Regions from separate parts of the Zea mays genome. Here region 2 is linked to region 1. Evidence: chromatin contacts called from public Hi-C data. All regions are on one chromosome and are shown on one strand. Each heading gives the region's core, a stretch centred on a gene start, on an enhancer-like site or on the middle of the called end of the contact. The rest is flanking DNA. Distances are from core to core; before and after follow the strand shown.

Region 1 (3,985 bases), core at 688-3,187:
TGGTGTGGTAGAGAGGAAGAACAGGACGCTCATCTACATGGCGAGAACGATGCTTGGAGAATTCAAGACGCCCGAGCGGTTTTGGTCGGAAGCTGTGAACACAGTTTGCCACGCCATAAACCGGCTCTACCTACATCACCTTCTCAAGAAGACTTCGTATGAACTCCTTACCAGTAACAAACCCAACGTTTCTTACTTTCGTGTATTTGGGAGCAAATGTTACATTCTGGTGAAGAAAGGTAGACATTCTAAATTTGCTCCCAAGGCAGTAGAAGGGTTTTTACTAGGGTATGACTCAAATACAAAGGTGTATAGAGTCTTCAACAAATCATCGGGTTTGGTTGAAGTCTCTAGCGACGTTGTATTTGATGAGACTAATGGCTCTCCAAGAGAACAAGTTGATCTTGATGACATAGATGAAGATGATGTTCTGATGGTCGCAATGCGCACAATGGCGATAGGTGATGTGCGACCACAGGAACAAAAAGAGCAAGATCAGCCTTCTTCCTCGACGCAGGTGCATCCCCCAACCCAAGATGATGAACAGGTACCTCAAGAAGAGGAGCGTGATCAAGGGGGAGCACAAGAAGAACAAGTTATGGAGGAAGAAGCACCACGGGTCCCTCCAACTCAAGTCCGAGCGATGATCCAAAGAAATCACCCCGTTGATCAGATTCTGGGTGACATAAGCAAGGGAGTAACAACTCGCTCACGCTTAGCTAATTTTTGTGAGCATTACTCGTTTGTCTCTTCTATTGAGCCTTTCAGGGTAGAAGAGGTCTTGTAGGATCCGGACTGGGTGTTGGCCATGCAGGAAGAGCTCAACAACTTCAAGAGGAATGAAGTTTGGAGCCTGGTGCCACGTCCAAAGCAAAATGTTGTGGGAACCAAGTGGGTGTTCCGCAACAAGCAAGACGAGCACAGGGTGGTGACAAGAAACAAGGCTCGACTTGTGGCAAAAGGTTATGCTCAAGTCGCAGGTTTGGATTTCGAGGAGACTTTTGCTCCTGTGGTTAGGCTAGAGTCTATTCGAATTTTATTAGCCTATGCCGCACACCACTCCTTCAGGTTGTTTCAAATGGACGTAAAGAGCGCTTTCCTCAACGGGCCAATCAAGGAGGAGGTATATATGGAACAACCCCCTGACTTTGAGGATGACGGGTACCCCGACCCTGAGCCCCAAGAGCATGGTATGAATGCCTTAGAGATTTCGTAATTGCTAATGCTTTCAAGGTTGGGAAAGCCGATCCCACTCTTTTCACTAAGACTTGTGATGATGATCTTTTTGTGTGCCAAATTTATGTCGATGATATAATATTTGGTTCTACTAATCAAAAGTCTTGTGAGGAGTTTAGCAGAGTGATGACACAAAAGTTCGAGATTTCGATGATGGGCGAGTTGATCTAGATGGTTTGGTGGTGTTCAGGAGTTTCATGATCATCTCATGAAGATTGTGAACTCAAGTGGTAAACAGTTTTGGGTAATTCACTATGTTGTAGTAACAAATAATCAACTCGTAGAGAACATTTCATCTTTATGTGGATCAAGGGAAGCCACACTCTTGCGTGGGTTCTCGAATGAAAATAGTAAATATTATCGCCTCTAGGATACACCAGAAAAATATTATCGTGATGTTAGCCCTCTCATTATTTCGAGCATTTACTTTTGTGTAATTAAATTATTTTTATTTACATATTAGAATTGATAGGCTAGATCATACACGAGCATTTGCTTATCCGCCATTAAAATTGTGTAGGAGAGCTAAACGTTGCGATCCATTGACGACTGTAATCTTAGCTTTCACCTTTAATTTTGATAGCACCTGCAAGTGGGCAGGGCGCAATTATATACAAAAGGCGAATGATGCACATCAGACCAATTTGTTTGGAACAGGCGTGATGTGAGGTCTGACTGAGGTAGCGACGCGAACCTGAATTTGTTTAACGAACGGCAGGCAGGGCAGCGACAGGTGTTGTGCGAGGCATCTGATAATGCAGGGGCGATAGGGAGCGGGAAGAGGCTGGCATCATCATTTGGGAGATTGATTGTGTTACATATGTAATTATACTCGAGCGATTGCCTGTCGCCAGGTCAGTGAAAGCTTCACAAAAGAAAATATATAGCTATAGCATCCATCACCTAGGACTCTATGAGCGTTATATATTAGTATGTAGCATTAAACCGTGCTTTTGATGTATGGCACTTGTTTATGCTGGTATATAGTTCATTGTGGACCAAGCCTTCAATTCAACCTTGTGGTTGGGAAATCCACGGTTTATTTGCATGATGCAGGCATGGCATGGACCAGTTTGAACAAGTCAGAAAAACTAAAATGTGAGAATATTATATGCTAAAAACGATGTGTGCCAAGAAGAACAACACGACTTCATTTTCCCTTTTCCGTTCCCTTCCCTCGGCCTATCTATGTAAAAATGCTTTCCCCTTTTTATTAATAATAAATCACAGTAGGGTATGACCCTCCTGTATTCATTCAAAAAAATATATGATATGATCTGATGATCTCAGTACAGCTAGCTACAGTTCTTTAGAATTTGAGGTTCTTAGGCTGTCCACACTTATTCAGCCTTAATTTTTTACCCTAAAAAGAATATTCTATCCTGGTCAGCGAGATTCTCTACTCTATACTACAATCTTCCGCAGTCATATTTACTCTATATCTTAACTCTATACCTACTAGCATATATTATATCATTTCTTTTAATACTATTTTATCCACATCCACCAACCTTCTGCTGATCCCACACGGAAAGGACGGAGAGAGATTATCGAGTAGCAGTTGCATGGACGCTGGAAATGGAGTTCTTCTTTCCCTCCCTAAACATACAGTAGTAGAAGCAGTTCAACGTTGCAGCATTTCTTTTACTGCATATGCAGCTCTATGTTCGTAGCGCACCCTTTCGAGTCCGCCGGTGCGGACAGTCTTATATCCGTCGATGCTTGATTTCCAGCCACGAGCTATATAGTGAACACTGAACATACCAAGCGAGCTTACTTGAATGATCAAGAACATACCGAGGTGTAGATGCAGAGAACCCTTGTCTCAAATTAAAAGGAAGACAGGTTGCAAAATGAAAAATATAAAAATACAATCACACCATACGGAGAATTATGGAAGCGTAGATATTGTTGAAGAAGTGTATAAGTAATAAATTGCCTACCTTCTCCTAACAACTTGAATTTTTGGGTTGGGCTTGTTAGTGTGTTCGCTCGATCTAACATCTCGTTTGTTGCGACTTTCTCTCTGTCTGCACATGAGTGAGGGTATTAAGATTTAAAGTTAAACTAGTCAGTGTGTTCACTCTACTTAACATCAAGTTTTGAAAAAAAATAAAGAAGAGCGGTTGCAAAAATAGAAATAAAATCTGATACCAGCCATATTCCAAACTTTTAGCTACTACTGAAAAAACAATACCGTTAAATCTTGAAATATTTGATCGGTTGATCCCACAAGGGATCAAACACAAATCTGATACCTGCTTTATTTCAAGAGAGGGACCAGCTGGTAACCTTTTGGCTGCTTGGTCTACGATCTCCCGAAGTCTCAAAAACCTGCATAAATGGCCGCATAGCCCATTATCAAGGCCTGGTGAAATAATCACACGGCCCAACAACTCAATCAATCCAGCAACCATTTTCTCATCTATCTGTCGGATCTCGATGGTCCATTATCCTCAGCAATTCAGCCTCTATGCAGTGTGCACTAGCTAGGATGGACAGTGCTTCACTTCCCTCAAGCCATTCATATGGCAGACTGGCACGTCAAAGAACAAGAACCATCGGAACAAATGGCGCACAATCTACCTTGTTGATTACAAGAACCATCGGAACTACAGAACCTGAGGACTTCTAGTATCCAGCCAAACAAGAAAATAAATAAATAAACAAAATCAGTTCTTATATCTATCCATGGAATAGACTCAAAGTTCTCAGATGCAATTTTTTTAGTACTAAGAATGAGGCAGGC
Region 2 (3,840 bases), core at 326-2,825, 290 kb before region 1:
GCCTAGCATTATTAATACATTTTGATGTCCCTAATTTAATAGAACTTTACAGACACTGAAAGCCCCATTAAAAATCAAAGCCTTCTTTTGGTACTTAAGAAAAAGGAGTTGTACTAATCAAGAATATAATCGTCCTAAGGTCAACTGGTGTGGAGTGTGGTAGTAAAAGATGTGTTGATTTTGTCATGAAGATAAGATAATTAGACACCTATATTTTTTTTCGAATGCCACTTCGCTTGTTCTATTTGATTGATTATTCAAGCGGTCAATGGACTAAGTAAACCTTAAAATGTTTCTCACTTGTTTTGTGGATGGTTAGAAGGATTTAGGGTTTAGGGTTTAGTTTGTGGCTAAATGTGCCACACTTTGCTTAAGATTAGTCGTCCGAATTGAATAACTAACTTTAGTCAGAAAAGTTAGCTAAAGTGTAGGAAATTAGATATCAAACCAAACATGGCTTTAGTAAAAAATGAAAACCGGCCGCTACGTTTGGAGCGGCTGCTATTGCTAGTCACTTAGGCATAGACGCGTAGTAGAGATAGATGATATTAGTTTTAAAAACAAAAAAACACATTCTCCATTTGCGATTATGTATTGGCTATATATATTTGATCTATTCTACAGGATCGGGAGCGTTCAAGTGTCTCCAAAGAAATTAAAGTAAAAAAACGATGTGACTTGTTGAGCTATACATGTATATGTCTATGTCGGAGGCTCTTCAATAATCTGCAAGTGCCATGAGACTCGTTATTGGCATGGCACCAGCAGCCGCTGGACCGATACGATGGAGGTGAAAAGTGGAGAGAGCACGCAAAGCACTCGCTCGGCCCTAGCACGTGTCGTGAGCAGCAAAATGCACAGTGCGAGACGGAGCTCTGCTTCGGCAAGGTACGCTACGTACTAGAAGAGTCGGCAGATCAAACATGCTTGACATAAAGTAGAAGTGGATATATAGGTAGCTAGCCTAGATTGACAGATGATGATGATAAAAAAAAAAGAAGGCTGGTTGGTTGTCGAGTAAAGGAACAGTGTTCCAACTAGATAGATAAAAAGCTGGGTGTACTTTTGCTCAACATCCTCAGGTATACCAAGAAGAGAAAAAGCAGGGGCGATGGATTTGAGTGGCAGAGGGGGAGGAGGGGGCCGGCCACGTGACGAGGATCGGAGTCGGACACCTGAGTCGGAGGGTGGTGGTGGTGGCGGCGGCGGGAGATGGAGATGGAGATGGAATGGATGGTGCTGGCCGCTTTTTATCCGGGAGATAAGAGACGATAGGCAGATAAGGTGCGATGGATTAGTTAGCTAGCAGCAGCAGCTGAAAGCAGGGGGGGCACTGGGCAGCAGTTGGAATGGAGCAGAAAGCCCCGTGGGACTGTAACTGTACCCGCGCCGCGGCGCCGGGGGTAGGGTACTCTAGTACTCTACTACAATTGTTTGCATCAACAACATCCCGATTCGGGGGTACCTCTGCCTCTTACCTGGAAAGGGAGCAAGGGAGCGTCAGCATCGCACTGTCCTGCTCCTGCTCCTACACGGCCGCACCACCCGTCTGCCTCACCGCAGGCAGGCCGGGGCCGGTTGACTCAGAAACGCACGACGGCTCGGTACGCGACAAGACACGAACACGTCATGCACTGTAGCCAGTGCCAGAGGCGGGCGCGGCGTAAATATCGCCGCAACGCTCGACGGCTCCGCTAGTTGCACGCCGCTTTGCTTTTTCTCGGCCGACTCCGACTCCGATCCGACGTACGCGTTGTCGGCCGGGCGCCTCTGCTCGCGCAGTCGCACGTGCGCAATCGGTCTCTTCTTCGCTGCTTTTGAGTCCCGCGCGCGTGCCGCCGGCGCCACGGATCCGCACCGCACCGCCCCGTCTCTTCCACTCTTTCTGCATCCAGCACACCTCCCTCGTCCGTCACACGAAAACGGAATCGTCGGTAGCACCTGAGGCTGAGACTGAGACTGCGATTCTTCCTTCAATCAATCACGGTTGGCCGGTCAGTTCCACAACGGAAGCACTGCAGGACAGCATGCAGTGCAGTGCAGTGCAGTGCAGCAGAATGCATGCAATGCAGCATAACTTCACTGACGGGAGGTTCTTATATATATTCCCATATCATCACCCTGGCCAAACACGTCCGCTGCCCTTCCGATATGGTACGAATACGATCCTCTATCTCTCTCTCTCTTTGTCAATCCCACGTGCACATGCAACCCGCACCTCCTTGTCATTCTGTTCCACTCTCTTGTGTTCTTTGTATCGGAGAATTGAGTAGCTAGAATTCGCCGGACACCGACCAGATCCATCCACACATTAACTGACACCCCTGCAGCATAATATTACTACTATAATCTGTGGAGAAACTTTTTGTTATGTTTCTGTTTCCAGTAGTAAGCATTGTTACAAACGAAAAATATCCTCAGTACATAAAATTATCAGTGAGCAAACTGTCTTAGCTGAGTTATTTGAAGTATAGATTGATTAAGCACCAAATCTAAATAACAAAATAAAAGATATATCAATTGCTTCATAAAAATGAAAATATACTTTAGAGCACAAATACAAACGATCGATGTATCACAATGCAGGCAGAGGGAGTAAGGGATACAACCATATTGCTCATCTCAAGAGAAGAGATATGTTTTAATCATGGTATATTTGAAACGCACCTGTTTACTTCTAGGTTTCATAGTCCTGAAGCATCCGAGGTAAATTATCAAAAACTGATAACTGAACTTATTAAGAGCAGGGCATTATTTAAGAATATTAATATAAAGAAATATAACACCCTAGAATAAGAACAACAAAATCCTGTGGGAAATTACTACACTTCACAAAAAACATAATAGCAAACAGATTAAAAACAGAGATTGTATTGATCATAAAACTAACATAGCTGAACCAACCATAACCAAAGCTCCAACATAAAAACATAACAAACGATCTATCTGAAACAATCATAACCAAGCTCCAACATAAGAACCTTCGTTGCCACAGCGTCATCAAACCCATGTTTCATATGTCATACGAAAAAATTAAAAAATAAATAAAAGGGCATTTGACTGTTCGAATTTTTAAATGTACATGGTGCGATGGCCCATAAAAGAGAGCATGTTTCTTGTTGTCCACTATTCATGCTCATTAATTTTGGTCGGCAAGGTACTTGGGCCGACTTGATCAACGCATGTGTCTACTATTAGCAAAGCCCACATTTAATATGGCCTCCGACCAGTTGGACGCTAAAGAGCTTCCGAGCAACGAAGAACGAACCCATGGGGCCTTCGCCCATGCTGTGTGTGACATACAAAGCAGCGTAGCTCAAGACGGCCTGCCGAAGATTCCCGTGGGTGTCTCAAGTGTATCTTGTGAGTAGCCCATGAGGCTTATTTCTGCTAATCGTCGCCATCACTCTACATAAGTAGCCCATGAAGCTTGTTTCTCACGAAAAGCAGCCCATGGGCTGCAAAGTCAGGAAGCCACAACGTGGTCAGGCTGCTTGACGCGACAACGCCACGCACATGTGGACAAACATATTCATTCCATTCAATTCAACGGCCGCCGCTTTGCCGCTCTGCCTTTGCGACTTGCGAGTAGAGACGCCAGGCCCTGCCACAGAGCCGGACAGGTCAGGGCCGACGCTGCGACGTGTACTCCACCGGATTCATTTCCATCTGCCCTCTGACCTAGGAAGACGTTTCGAGTGTTGAGAAAGCCTAAAAAATGTTTAATGGACTAATATCGAAATTATCATCGGGGTCATAGTATATATATATATATATATATATATATATATATATATATATATATATATATATATATATCATAATAAAGAGAGGATAGAA

What was found. Hi-C and Micro-C count contacts between places; a contact is called where the count stands out from the background.
Region 2: a contact with region 1 is called in a Hi-C map of bundle sheath, with 2.3 times the contacts expected there. The contact joins two enhancer-like sites. A contact is called at or near these places in 3 of 25 Hi-C or Micro-C datasets (bundle sheath, ear and tassel).

Annotation. Positions count from the first base shown.
Region 1 is chr1:222,235,628-222,239,612 of Zm-B73-REFERENCE-NAM-5.0, reverse strand. No RefSeq gene overlaps it. Among protein-coding and RNA genes, the nearest start is that of LOC109943743, 22 kb to the left of the region's middle. Within about 2 kb of position 1,937, at least 6 of the 20 cell types and tissues checked have an H3K27ac peak or open chromatin away from gene starts, as enhancers often do. A contact at or near this core is called in bundle sheath, where this site is marked.
Region 2 is chr1:222,530,081-222,533,920 of Zm-B73-REFERENCE-NAM-5.0, reverse strand. No RefSeq gene overlaps it. Among protein-coding and RNA genes, the nearest start is that of LOC542569, 51 kb to the right of the region's middle. Within about 2 kb of position 1,575, at least 18 of the 20 cell types and tissues checked have an H3K27ac peak or open chromatin away from gene starts, as enhancers often do. A contact at or near this core is called in bundle sheath, where this site is marked.